Linked DNA regions of Arabidopsis thaliana: region 1 is linked to region 2. Evidence: chromatin contacts called from public targeted proximity ligation data. All regions are on one chromosome and are shown on one strand. The core of a region is the stretch at or near the end of the contact, and the rest is flanking DNA. Distances in the headings are between cores, read along the strand shown. Region 1 holds the start of AT1G14430 (glyoxal oxidase-related protein). Region 2 holds the start of AT1G14345 (NAD(P)-linked oxidoreductase superfamily protein).

Region 1 (6,232 bases), core at 3,476-5,975, 35 kb after region 2:
TTGTTCACACGGCTTGTCTCTTCTGGTTTGATGGAGTTTGCAAATGCATGCCAGCCTATAAGGTAAGGCAAGACAAACTTGCAATATAGAAGAAAAAAAGGAGTTTAGTAATGTTTCTTTGAAAGTTCATGCCGGTAATGTTAAAGATGAGATATTTTCTGATCTTACATTGAATGCAGAGATAAGAACAGCAAACTCTGCTCGAGTAATTGGTATGTAAATGCTCTCATCCACATTCACAAGCTTGTTTTGAACACCTAATATATACACGGAGATCGTTAGAGACTATCCTTTTTGACAAGAATCAAGAAGAAGATTAAATTTACTTACTTAGGTTGAAGAAATGACCAGAACCATCTGGGAGAGGCTCAACTTTCAACACTTTCCTTACTTTTCCCTCATCACTACATACAACAAACAAACCGATCAGGAGCAATATAATAAGAATACAACCAATATTATCAGTGTAATGATGCTTTTTACCTTTTCCCCTTGAATGGATCATGGAAGAATTCACAAGATTCCCTCGGGCCTAGGCTAACTAGAGTTCCAATTTCTGTAACAGACAATGAGAACACCTGCAATTTTGACATGAAGCTTTACCAAATTCATAATAGAAAAAAGACTGCCTTTTAACACCAAATCCAGTCAAATGGTCTTAACAAAGTTACAGCTCAAGGATCATCTGAAGTTAAAGAGATAAAACCAAACCTGTTTCTTGCTCCAATCATATTGTCGTACACCAGCAGAAGGAGCAAACTGGAGCAATAAGAAACCATCTTTTGACAACTTGAAAGCTCCAGACTGCAGAAAAACAACAGAAATCAAATGGAAAACTCAAAGCATGATTATTCAGTTAGAGCTCTTTGATCTTTAATTTTGGGATAGAGACTTACGTCTAAAGCCACAAACTCTGGTGCTCTTGGGTCCACTGTTAACGCAGCTTTCCCTTTGTATATCGAATGACCCACGTAAAATCTAGCAGGCAATCCTTCAGCTATCAAATCGAAACAAAGAACACAAGTAAACATCACCTACGAGCTCCATCTATAGATATAAAAAGAGTTCTCTTTTTGGATTTCAAGCTTCAAGGTTACAAATTTCTCGTAATTAAGAGTACCCTTTTGTGTTTTTAAGCTTCCAATTTCTTAATTAAGCAAGCTAAAACCCTAAAGTAACCAAGTGAGATGGCTTACCAGGTGAAGGAGAAGAAGAAGAGTCACCGAACCTCTGCTTCTCGAAGTAATCCGTCTGGCGAGACTTAACCGAGAAGAGCTTCACCGTCTTCGTCGTCGGTTTCAAGGCGAATCCATGCCGTTTCACTGCAAAACCTCCGGTGACGAGTACTGAAGACGAAGAGAGAAAGCGAGGATTGGAGTTGACCGCCATTAGAGGAGTCGATAAGAGTTGCGACATCGCTTTGTGTTTGTTCCCTCTCAGTCAATGTAGTGTGTCTTCTCTGCGAATTACGATGGAGGAGAGAAAAAGGCGCTTCCTTTACACACTCAGAGACTCGAGACTCGAGAGAGATGACGAGACAAAGAAAGTGATAACTTTTCGTTAATTCGTTTCTACAGCTTTATTTCTTCAAAAATTACAAATAGACCCAAATTTTATAAATTTTGTTGGAATATTGAGAGAAAGAAGAAACAGAGTAAGAGATAATATCTCTTCTCCTTAGAGAAGACAAAAGAACGAAAGAGAAACTTTTATTGAACTGAAACTTGTCTATATACATCTGCAGGCACATACAAGGTCGTTTGTCTATGTACCTCTGCATTAATAGGTCTAGAAAACGCTACTACATGCGAAGTTTTCGATTTTAGGACCAACGATTGGCCCGACCAAGTGATAAGACATGAGACAAAATATGTTCCATAGATCTATATACAATTGGACTTGGCTATGCTGTCTCAACAAGAACACTGTTGACACTTGACTTCGAAACCAATTCATATGATTATGCTTTCTGGAATAAATCCATATCTACTGGATTTGTTCTCTGTTATTTCCCAAGTTTGGTCTCTATTCAGTAATTTGATTATTGTCAATGCATATTGTAATATTTGCTTCTTCCATCAACAGTTTGTTGGTCAAATTTTGCAACTCTTCAAGATATTGTTTTGGTCCATATAGCTAATAACATTCGAGACAAGATAAGAGAGCTAATTGATGAAAGTATTACGAGGAGATTGTATAATTAGTATAAAGATCTAAGGTATTTTGATTTTCTCATTTTTCCGTAGAAAAAGGAACCTGGATCCTATTAAGAATAATAATCCGAAAACTGCGCATTATATATGCAGTCTTAGTTACAAAACACCATTCATAGAAAAACATTCTCTTTCGTTTTCTCTCCTCTCTCTCCATATTGTTTTTCTTGAACAACAAGCAAAAACAGGGCAAAAGCTTTGGCTGTTTGTTGGAAGGGGGCAAAATGGTTATGTAATCAGCAAGCTTCACCAAGTTTGCAGCCAAGTACTCCTGCATCCATGGTAAGTTTCCGGACCATCGTTCCCGGTTTAGGTCGAATTGTAAACTTGTTTGGGAGCGGGGTTTTCGGTTTAGAGCTCCACGCATTTGCTTTTCCGGATTGCACAAAATAAGCTCCGTTGAGAAAGTAATCTCCTTCTGATTGCCAATTCCAAGATTTCCATTCACCGTATGGTGTGTACTCTCTTTTTGTAATCTGTTTGGCTTCTTCATTAGGAGGAGCAATGAAACGATTGCCTTGACTAATAATTGTAGGGTTCATGTTCCCACCAATTGCATACATTTCCCAATGTGTGTAGTCATTGTTCACCACATGTATCGTTCCGTATCTGCAACGAGGCATTCTCTGTTCCAATCGCTTACCGAAGTGGTTAAACGCAACCGTTATCTGCATTTTCTTGTCGATCACGTGTTCGTCCCTCGCCCCAAACAACATCACCTGTTCTCTCACAAAATTTAAAACAAGACTCTAAATTAGAGGTCTTGATTGTTTCATATGCAACTTCACATGAGCGAAAACAAAGGAATCTTTTTACCTCTTGGTGGTCGGTGAAATGACTGTTGGAAATAGTTACAGCAGTGGAGCCGTCAATAGCATCGATCATACCATCTGCACATCTTGTCATTGAGACATGGTCGATCCAAATATTGGTTGCTCCAAACAAACTGATTCCATCACCATCACTTTTTGTCCTAAGCCCTATGTGAGCCTCAGAGTCTCTGATCAACCCACCGTTCCCAGGAACAATGTGCTTGACATAAATATTGTGAATGATCACATTATTCACAAATTGCAACGTTAATCCAGCACCTTCCATGATGTAAACCCTAGCTCCTCTTCCATCGATTGTTTTGTCGCTCGTTATCATCAGTTCTTGTTGCAGTTTTATGATCATGCTTCTTGCGAATATGATCCAAAGCGGTCCGTCTCGAGTCACTGCATGCCTTAACGTTCCTGGTTTAGGGTTGATAAGATCGTTGTCAGACGCGTCTTTGACGACGTATATCGGTCCGTCTTTTCCTCCGGTGGTTCTCCGGCCGAATCCGAGCACACAGTCGGCTAGTTTCTTCCGGTTATTAGCCCAGTTACGATCGCATCGCCAGCAGTTGTCTATCGGGTTATAAGCTAGGCATTTTCCGCTGCTTTTGTGCGTTTTACGACCACTTCTCACCTGAGTAAGCTCTCTCCTTGTATCGTTCCTTGATTCCGATGCATCCACTGCTCTGTTAAAAAAAATAAAAAGTGTTTAATTAGTACTTGTTTAGGAAGTTAGGTTAAACATTTGACCTAACAAAGACAAAAACTCACATATTGACATGGTAATTAAAATGGTTGGTGACGTTAAGTGGATGAGGATCGTAAGAGCCGATGGTTTGTTTCAATGCATCACTTTGTCGTTGCGTCCAGTAGCTATCAAAGACAGCAACATTGCCTCGAACCTGTGGGGCCACTATAGCTAAGAACGAAGAGAAGAAAACGAAAACATAGCCGCCAAGATTCAAGAAAGCTGCTGCCATTTTAAATATATTGCAAATGCAGAGACCAAAGCCTGTGAACTTTATATTTTCCCGGCAAAACCTCAAACGGAGGTTGTTGTTTCAGATAGGCCTGCCGGGATTAAAAGATTAAAGATTTGAATCACCTGATTGCTTTAATAACCAGGAACTGGGGAGAGAGAAAAGGAGATGAGAAGAGTCAATAGAGGATTGAGAATTAACATAGATTAGACAACCATTGATTTAAATCTCTATGGTCATTTCTCCAAAAAACCCAATTATAGATTTTGGATGCCTTTGTTTAATCCTTCTTTTCTGGATATTTTCAGTTATTTTTGCCTTGATCTAATATTATTTTTACTGAGATAATTACCCAATAGCACCTTTAAAACTTGAGGTAACTATTTTTGTATTTACTTAATTAATCATACATACTACATATGATTATTAAACGTAGTATATATCAAGTCTCTAGGTCTATTGAAAATAATTATCATACAAGTAATTAAAAAAATTCCCCATGGGGTCAGAAGCTAATTAATGGCGGGACTCTCTGTTCCCCCAAAAGAATTTGAAGACATGACTATAAAAAAAAAAGAATGAAACAATTTTATTTTGGACTCCTGATCTGTGAAAGACTGAAACAGTTCATACGCAAACTGATATAAAATCCAAAATGTTATCTCTAAGAATATGGTCCGTGATCAATAATACAGATCTAAAATTCACCAACTTATATGCAAATTGCAAAATGCAATAAATAAATCTTGACCATATGTTACAAATCTACCAGATCATTATGTACAGAGAGCACTGCGAGTCTTGATCACACATTTCACCAGAAAAGTAAAACAATACAACACCATAAATGTTTCTTCTCCTACCGATTTCAAGAAAGACACTAATAATTACTCAAAGAAGCTTTAAATGTTAAATCTCTTTCACCGGAGAAAGAAGATTCTTAGCTGAAAATAATGACGCAAGAAAGATTCAAGAACAACCTTAACGCCGTCGTGATATCATTCTTCTTCTTCTTCCTCTGTTCCACGTCGGATTTGCTCCTTCCACGTTCACCGTTAGCTATTCTCACCGGCGGGAGGTGGGATCTTCTGCAGCCGAGTGTAGGTATATCCGCAATGCACATGCAGCTTCTACACAACAACAAAGTCGTCATCTTTGACCGTACGGATTATGGACCTTCGAATGTTTCTCTCCCTTCTCAAACCTGCCAAAACGCCACCGTTTTTGACTGCTCTGCTCATTCAATACTATACGACGTCGCTTCAAATACCTTTCGCCCACTTACACTACGTTACGACACGTGGTGCTCTTCCGGTTCTTTAAACGCTTCCGGTTCTTTAATCCAAACCGGCGGTTATGGCAACGGCGAAAGAACTGTACGGGTTTTCACACCTTGCGACGGAGGAGTTGGAAGCGTTTCGTGTGATTGGATTGAGAACAGAGCGTATCTCTCCTCTCGCCGGTGGTATTCCACCAATCAGATTCTTCCCGATGGTCGGATTATCATCGTCGGCGGAAGAAGAGCTTTCAACTACGAGTTTTACCCCAAGGATCCGGGAGAATCCGTTTTCAATCTCAGATTCTTGGCGGAGACGAGAGATCCGAATGAAGAAAACAATCTTTATCCGTTTCTTCATCTTCTCCCCGACGGTAATCTCTTCATCTTCGCCAATCGGAGATCGATTTTGTTCGATTTCGTCAATCACCGAATCATCAAGGAGTTTCCACAGATTCCCGGCGGCGATAAACGGAATTATCCCAGCACTGGCTCCTCCGTGCTCCTCCCTCTCTTTCTCACCGGAGACATTAACAGAACGAAGATAACTGCTGAGGTTATGGTATGCGGCGGTGCTCCGCCGGGAGCGTTCTTCAAAGCGGCGAGGACGATTCCTAAAATCTTCGTCGCGGGATCACGCACGTGTGGGAGATTGAAAGTGACCGACCCGGATCCGAAATGGGTCATGGAGCAAATGCCATCGCCACGTGTCATGTCTGATATGTTACTGTTACCAAACGGTGACGTTTTGATCATTAACGGTGCTGCTAACGGAACCGCTGGTTGGGAAGACGCGACGAACGCTGTTCTCAACCCGATTTTATACTTACCCGAGGAGCCTGACCAGACCCGGAGATTCGAAATTCTCACCCCGACTCGAATCCCTAGAATGTACCATTCGGCGTCTCTTCTTCTGTCAGACGGCAGAGTCTTAGTCGGAGGAAG
Region 2 (6,660 bases), core at 360-2,859:
CAACAACTACAACAGGTAACTTCTATTCTTCGATTCCTTAAATTTCTTCTCTAGAGCTTAGTGAATCAACGATTTAGGTCTGAACATATTTGGCAATCTGTCCTTGCTCAAATTTCGCTTGAAAATTTCAATCCCAAATCATGTAAAGCTAAATCGGAAAGTTCTATGTAGTTCCCAAAGTTGAATCACGAACTGGAAGTAATTTAATTTATTGACTTAGGATATGTTGAAATTTTTAGGTTTTTTGTTTTGTTTTTAGCTTATTGAGCAGAGATGGATCATCAATTTGGATATGGTGTTGAAGTTACTGGGTTATCTCCATCTGTTACTCATAATGATCTTATCGATTTCTTCTCTTTCTCTGGTACTATCCAAGATATTGATATTGTCAGGTGAGTCTTTTTACTTTTTAGCAAGTTTGTTGTTTGTTTGCTTATTCTGGATTCAAAAGAGTACACTTTGTAATGTTGTTAATGAGACTAGGTCGGGTGAGCAAGCTTGTACTGCTTATGTGATGTTTAAGGATTCTTATTCTCAAGAAACTGCTGTTTTACTCACTGTAAGTGTTAGTTTGGATTTGATTCACTCTTTCTATCTTTTTTGGATGTCTCTTGAGAAATCACTCACTTCTTTGATATCTTCAGGGCGCAACGATATTGGATCAGCGTGTTTGTATAACTCGTTGGGGACAACATCACGAAGAGTTCGATTTCTGGAATGCGACTTCGCGAGGTTTTGAAGATGAATCGGACTCACAAGTATGTATCGCTTTTGACACTTCTCTCAACTTTGATCTTTCTGTCTTCTTTTTTTGTTAAAATAGTTAAATCTAACGGTCACTGGTTCAGTAGTCTTTATGTTGAAGTTTGATGCTTGGTCTCAATTCTAAAGCTTATTCGTTCTTCAATCATGTAGCATTATGCTCAACGAAGCGAGTTCAACGCTGGAGAAGCAGTGACAAAAGCTCAAGAAGTGGTGAAAATAATGCTTGCCACAGGATTCGTGCTAGGCAAAGACGCTTTAAGCAAAGCTAAAGCCTTTGATGAATCCCACGGCGTATCAGCTGCAGCGGTGGCTAGAGTATCTCAACTAGAACAGAGGATTGGTCTTACTGACAAAATCTTTACCGGACTTGAAGCTGTTAGAATGACTGACCAAAGGTATCATGTTTCAGATACAGCTAAATCAGCTGTCTTTGCCACAGGAAGAACCGCGGCAGCAGCTGCAACTAGTGTTGTCAATAGCAGTTACTTCTCCAGCGGAGCTCTTTGGCTGTCTGGTGCATTAGAGAGAGCTGCTAAAGCCGCATCTGATCTCGGTACCCGCGGCTCAAGGCAGTGAATAGACCAATGGCCCGATTCAGAACCGTATTCGTCTGTGAATATATATGATGCAAAGCTGATCATGAATAACTGGCTCATGAAGTGTGATAAGACCAAATTTTATCAAAACGAATACCATATAGAAATCTATCAAAGTATACTCTCACATGATGATGCTGATATAGAGTTTGGTTACATTACCTACATCTTAACTCTTCATTAGTAGCATAATCTTTTTTCTTATATAATTTCTGATTTATATCATTCTATGGTTGATATTGATTCAATATTTGGATAGATGTTGTATCCATAGAGCTTAGGCCACGTGGCACAATTTGCGCCAAAAAATCAAATCCAAAAAACAGAGAAGTCATCATCTTTTCACTCCAAATCTTCCAGTCACTCAAATCATTCTCTCATGGCAGCTTCTTCCTCAATTCCGCCGTCAACCGCCGTAACCTCCGTCGTTCGCAAATCTCTCCTCCTCTCAACCACCTTCTCCTTCCCCGCTTCTTCATTGTCTCCCTCCACGAAACTACCACAAAGACACATTCAAAGATTGCTCCTAGCTTCCTCCTCCGCATCCGCATCCACCGTTCCTTCCGATTCCAAACCGGCGAAGAAAGAAACAGTCTACTTCGACGGCGGAGCTCATTACGGAGATCTATTAGCCAATCTCATTCTAGGTCTAACCATCCTTTGGCTCCCACTAACCTTAGCTGCAGTGTCTCGAGCTTTTAACCTTCGTTACAGGTTCACTAACCTCCGCGTGACGGTTATTTCGGGACTCACCGGAGATGATCGGAGCGATTTCTCGTACAAAGTGATAAAAGACGTTCAAGTTGTGCCGAGGTTCATCGGAGAATGGGGAGATATCATCATTACTTTGAAAGATGGAACTAAAGTGGATTTGAGAAGTGTCCCTAAGTTCAGAGAGATTGCTAAGTACTGTTTATCTATGGCTGATCAACCTGCTGTTTTGAAAGAATCTGGTGCTAAAGGCTTTTGATTATTTCTCATTTCTGGGCAAAATTGATTCTTCTTGTTGTGATTTCTTCAGTACAAATCGAATCCTTTCCATGTTCTTTCATTTGTTATTGATTTCTTCATCTCTGTATTGTTAAGACGATCGTATCTAAACGGCGCGCGATTTTAGCTCTACAATAAGAAACGGCGTGATGTTTGGTTAATGTTGAAACGGCAGGTAGTCCTCTTTTAGATTAGAGAAATGGCATGGATATTAATACTATCTTCTTCTTTTTTATTCATATGGCTGCATTTTAAGAATATAGAGGATTAACAGCCCAAAGTTTGGATTAAAAAAAAAACAGCCCAAAGTTATTTATTAATTATTCAAGTTCAAAATAGCGTCAATTATCTTTAATTTATATACACGTTTATTTATTTCTACTTTTCTAATAACCAAGATTCATCATAAGCAAATTAATCTCTAAAAAGTAAAAACTATCAAGTTTATACAAATGGGCAAACGAAAATGTATAATTTGAATAATGTGCCCACATTAATTTCTATACTCGCATATGAAAATATGATTACGTTTTTTATGGGATAACGGATTCAAATACAAGAAATGGGATTACATATTCAATAGCTTCCTTTGTTAGTACTTTAATTCTAGTAGTTCAAAGACTAATTAATAAGAACTACATATGGTCCTATCTGTTAAATTTGACCATATTAATCTAATAATCTCCATTGGATTCCACTAAAATTTGTTAAAAAAATATTAGTAGAGAATTTCGTAAGAGAAGGTTGATGAGTATGTATAGGGAGTCTTATTAAAGCTTCTGCCTCTGACACATTCTCATCAAATCTTATGTAGTCTTCCCCATTTCCCAATTTTGACCATATTATTCTTGTTTTTATTCTTTGTTTATCATACCCCGTTGTCTTCTTTCATTGTTTATCCTATACGTTTTCTAATCACATATAGGGTGTGATATGGTGAAAGCAAAAAGATGTGGGAGTAAAATAAAAATAGATTTTGGCGTAATTATTTCTGTCCATTTTCTCTAATTGTTTTGTAGCGGAAAAAATTATAAAGTTTTCGACACTTTCAGCTCAAACCTTTTTTTTTCCTTTTTCTGTGAATCATAGGCGAATCTAGAGTAATATTTTATTTTACTCTAACAAATATAACCAATAACACCCATAGTTTTTATATCTCCACTCCAATGATGCACTATTTTTAGAGAAACATCCGAAATATGAATACATTATCTCCAAAATATAGTGTTAGAAGTTGGTTTCGCAATGTGAGTTCATAGAAGTTGCATATAAAGCATAAATATACACCGTAAAGATAGATGGCTCACTATCCACCAGCAACTTTCAATTAAAAAGGAACATTTTGCAGAATTCATATTTCTCTCTTTGTTCCCAAGCTTTATGTCACATTGTTTCACATGCATGGGCAGAATGGGCTGATTGGCACATATGTGCACTTACATGTCCGTGCGCTGTGCGCATCTGTAAAAGTTCATGTCTACATGGTAAACAAGTACGCGTATTGAATACGTACACATACATACCTCTAAAATGGCGTATTCACGAGAAATCCAAAATACAATATGGGATCAATATCCAATATCAGCTGAATTCTTCGGATAACTTAGAATCTATATATAAAGCAAAAACCTTATAATATACTATTAACTTTATCTCAAAAAGGAAAGTGGTTAATTCTGAATTTGGTCAGTCTTTTTAATTTTAAAATAAATAGAAAAAGGGCGGCGCATAGTAGAAGTTTTGTCAAATGTCAGGCTAACACGCATCCTTAAATTGTGCAAGAATGTCTTTCTTACACCCTCCCATTGTTTCCTCATATAACAGATAAACTGAAAAATTCTGCTGGTAGATCATTTTGAATAATTTCAGAAGGATAATCCATATATATGCTAACTTTAACAAAACAGTATATATATAAAGCAATGAAAAGAAATTAGAGTGATCATATCTAAAAGATAAGAAACCTTAGTATAAAGCCAAACTAAAAATAGAAAGGTTAGTGTATATAATATATACAAGGAAAATCTGATGATCAAGGGCACCTTAATCGAATGATAACGGAGGACTAACTAAAATTAAAATGGACATCGGATTCCTGAGACTATATAAGAGCTTTTCGTTGTAGCCTTGTAGGTATAGGAGGAAGTATTTTAAAAGAAGAAGTAAAGCTGGCTCCAATATGAGTGAGGCCCCATGCGATTGTAGGAATCCCAAGCAAGTTAACCTCTACTAAACGTTTATATTTTAAATGCCGGAAAAAATAAAAAATAGTAGTGCGTGTTTTCTGGATTAATTTGAGGTGTGTGTATATTTTGATCCAATTTTTTTTCTAAAAACTAACCTTTTTGTTGTTGTCTATATTACTCTATATGTTTCGGAACTGTCAATATACTGTATTTAAGATATAAAATGTTCGTTAAAATTCAGATATTATGGAGCCTTCATTTTGGAAAATATCATATTTATCGTCTTCCCCTCTCCTCCTCTGCCTTGACTAGAAGAAGTCTAGAACCCAAGAGGTATGGGAGCTGAGCCCTTAAACCAAATGAATCGACTTTTGTTATATAAAATGAGTCCATACTATACGATGTGGCGAATAAAAGATAAAAGGCAACTTAGTGATGATACGAGAGCCGCATGAAACCGAAATCCACGGGCACGGCCTAATTGTACTATAGTATATAAAAGTGTACATATCTATATAAAATATTTTTTTTTTGTTAGAATAGGATGATGGTCAAAAGATATACATTGCATTATAAAATATGATCTAAATTTTGTTCTCTACTATAATTTTAAGTAAGAGTCTTAGAAATTTTAAGTATCTTTTCTACTGTTATTTTAAGTAAAAGTCTAGAAATTTTAAGTATATATGTTTTCTACGTGACAAAATTAATTGACTTAAAATGGTTTAATCCTCTAAAGTTATCATGCATTGAGTGAGTTCGAATTCCTATATAAGTAGAGATGAAATGGTACATGACCATTAGACTAAAGAAACAGGAAGATATAACATTAACGCATAACCATACGTACGTAACTACTACTACCGTACTACGTACGATCTATAGTAACGTGTGTATATAATAATAATTAATACCAATACAATTGTTCTGAAGAATCGTTAAACGGAATCGAATAATCACGTAGTATCCGATCTACGTAGATATAACTCTCTCTCTTTTTTGTTTAATTGTATTTCAATAACATAGAAAATCACTTACTCTTTTCTTTTCAGAAAATCTCAGTTTTCTTCGAAGTCGCTAATTTTTGTTTTGGTTTAACATGTAGACGTAGTGGGCAGCGACGTAGGGAGAGAGAAGAAAGACACGTGGAGGTGAGTGGTATGATTTGGAGACCGCTCCTACTTGGGCATGATGTGATCAGAAAAAGAGCCCCACGAACGTTTTCATCTCATTAAAACTATAATCAATCTCTCTGGGAACTTGGGCCATTCCCTCCAACAACTAACACCATCGACACATACTTTTTGCTGAGTTATTTTGTTTATATATTAATTATGATTATCAATGTATTAATCTTTTGATTATGTTTGTCAAGATATTTTTTTTTGTGTGCAAAGTTTGTCAAAATATTTGAGTCACCACTTTTATTGTGGATCTTCACAAGTTCGCATACTATCCCACTTATCATTAAAACTAACGGAAACTTTTGTAGTAATAGATTATCAAAACATAATATATATGTAGTTTTAAGTATTTCATTCCGATGATTAATTTTAGTTAAGTAGAAGTCCATAAAACAATGAGGATTCACTGTTGGAAAAATAAAAAGAGGATTCACCACTGCTCAATTCTTTTTCTTTAGATGCATGCTAAGTAGACCATACATTGTAGTGTTGCTTTCATGATGAGGATAAGGTTTAATCTCTTTAGAACACAAAGTAAGAAAAAATATATGCCATATTATGCATATGTATTAGTTAATTAAATTAAATTAAATTTACTGTGTTTATGACGAATAATATGACAATATTGTCACGGACTTGGTCAAAAATATTTGCTGCAAAGTCCACATAGGGTTGGCCATAGCCTTGGAAAAAATAGAATATTTTCAATCACTCTTTCTATTTGGACCCTTTGCATATTTCATTAATATGTTTTCAGTCTTTTTTTTTTTTGTCAATAAAATATATTTTCAGTCTTATTTCTCCTAAATTGACGTCGATATAAACTCAACATAATATGGAAATCAATATTGTGTATAGAGTATTTATGCAAATTTATACAATCCGAGAGCTAGTGGAGATAACAGGTGCTTCAAAAGCATTAGGTATTGATCCAATGGG

What was found.
Region 1: a contact with region 2 is called in a targeted proximity ligation map of shoot, with 10 read pairs. A contact is called at or near these places in 3 of 26 Hi-C or Micro-C datasets (root, rosette leaf and shoot) and 1 of 2 datasets of targeted methods (shoot).

The regions. Positions count from the first base shown.
Region 1 is chr1:4,929,395-4,935,626 of TAIR10.1, forward strand. It overlaps AT1G14430 (glyoxal oxidase-related protein), which reads left to right and starts at 4,726. Exons shown (of 1, transcript NM_101310.4): 1 at 4,726-6,232. The coding sequence starts at 4,965. AT59 (Pectate lyase family protein) reads right to left here and starts at 4,268. Exons shown (of 3, transcript NM_101309.5): 1 at 3,803-4,268; 2 at 3,030-3,717; 3 at 2,091-2,932. The coding sequence starts at 4,011. The coding sequence ends at 2,450. WHY1 (ssDNA-binding transcriptional regulator) reads right to left here and starts at 1,686. Exons shown (of 7, transcript NM_101308.4): 1 at 1,197-1,686; 2 at 897-997; 3 at 712-804; 4 at 484-578; 5 at 331-404; 6 at 169-257; 7 at 1-77. The coding sequence starts at 1,416.
Region 2 is chr1:4,897,436-4,904,095 of TAIR10.1, forward strand. AT1G14345 (NAD(P)-linked oxidoreductase superfamily protein) reads left to right here and starts at 1,610. Exons shown (of 1, transcript NM_101301.5): 1 at 1,610-2,619. The coding sequence starts at 1,741. The coding sequence ends at 2,331. AT1G14340 (RNA-binding (RRM/RBD/RNP motifs) family protein) reads left to right here. Exons shown (of 5, transcript NM_101300.4): 1 at 1-15; 2 at 260-392; 3 at 484-559; 4 at 645-758; 5 at 916-1,600. The coding sequence starts at 274. The coding sequence ends at 1,341. It overlaps AT1G05067 (a long non-coding RNA gene), which reads left to right and starts at 5,484. Exons shown (of 1, transcript NR_138829.1): 1 at 5,484-6,041. It overlaps AT1G05073 (a long non-coding RNA gene), which reads right to left and starts at 5,868. Exons shown (of 1, transcript NR_138830.1): 1 at 5,554-5,868.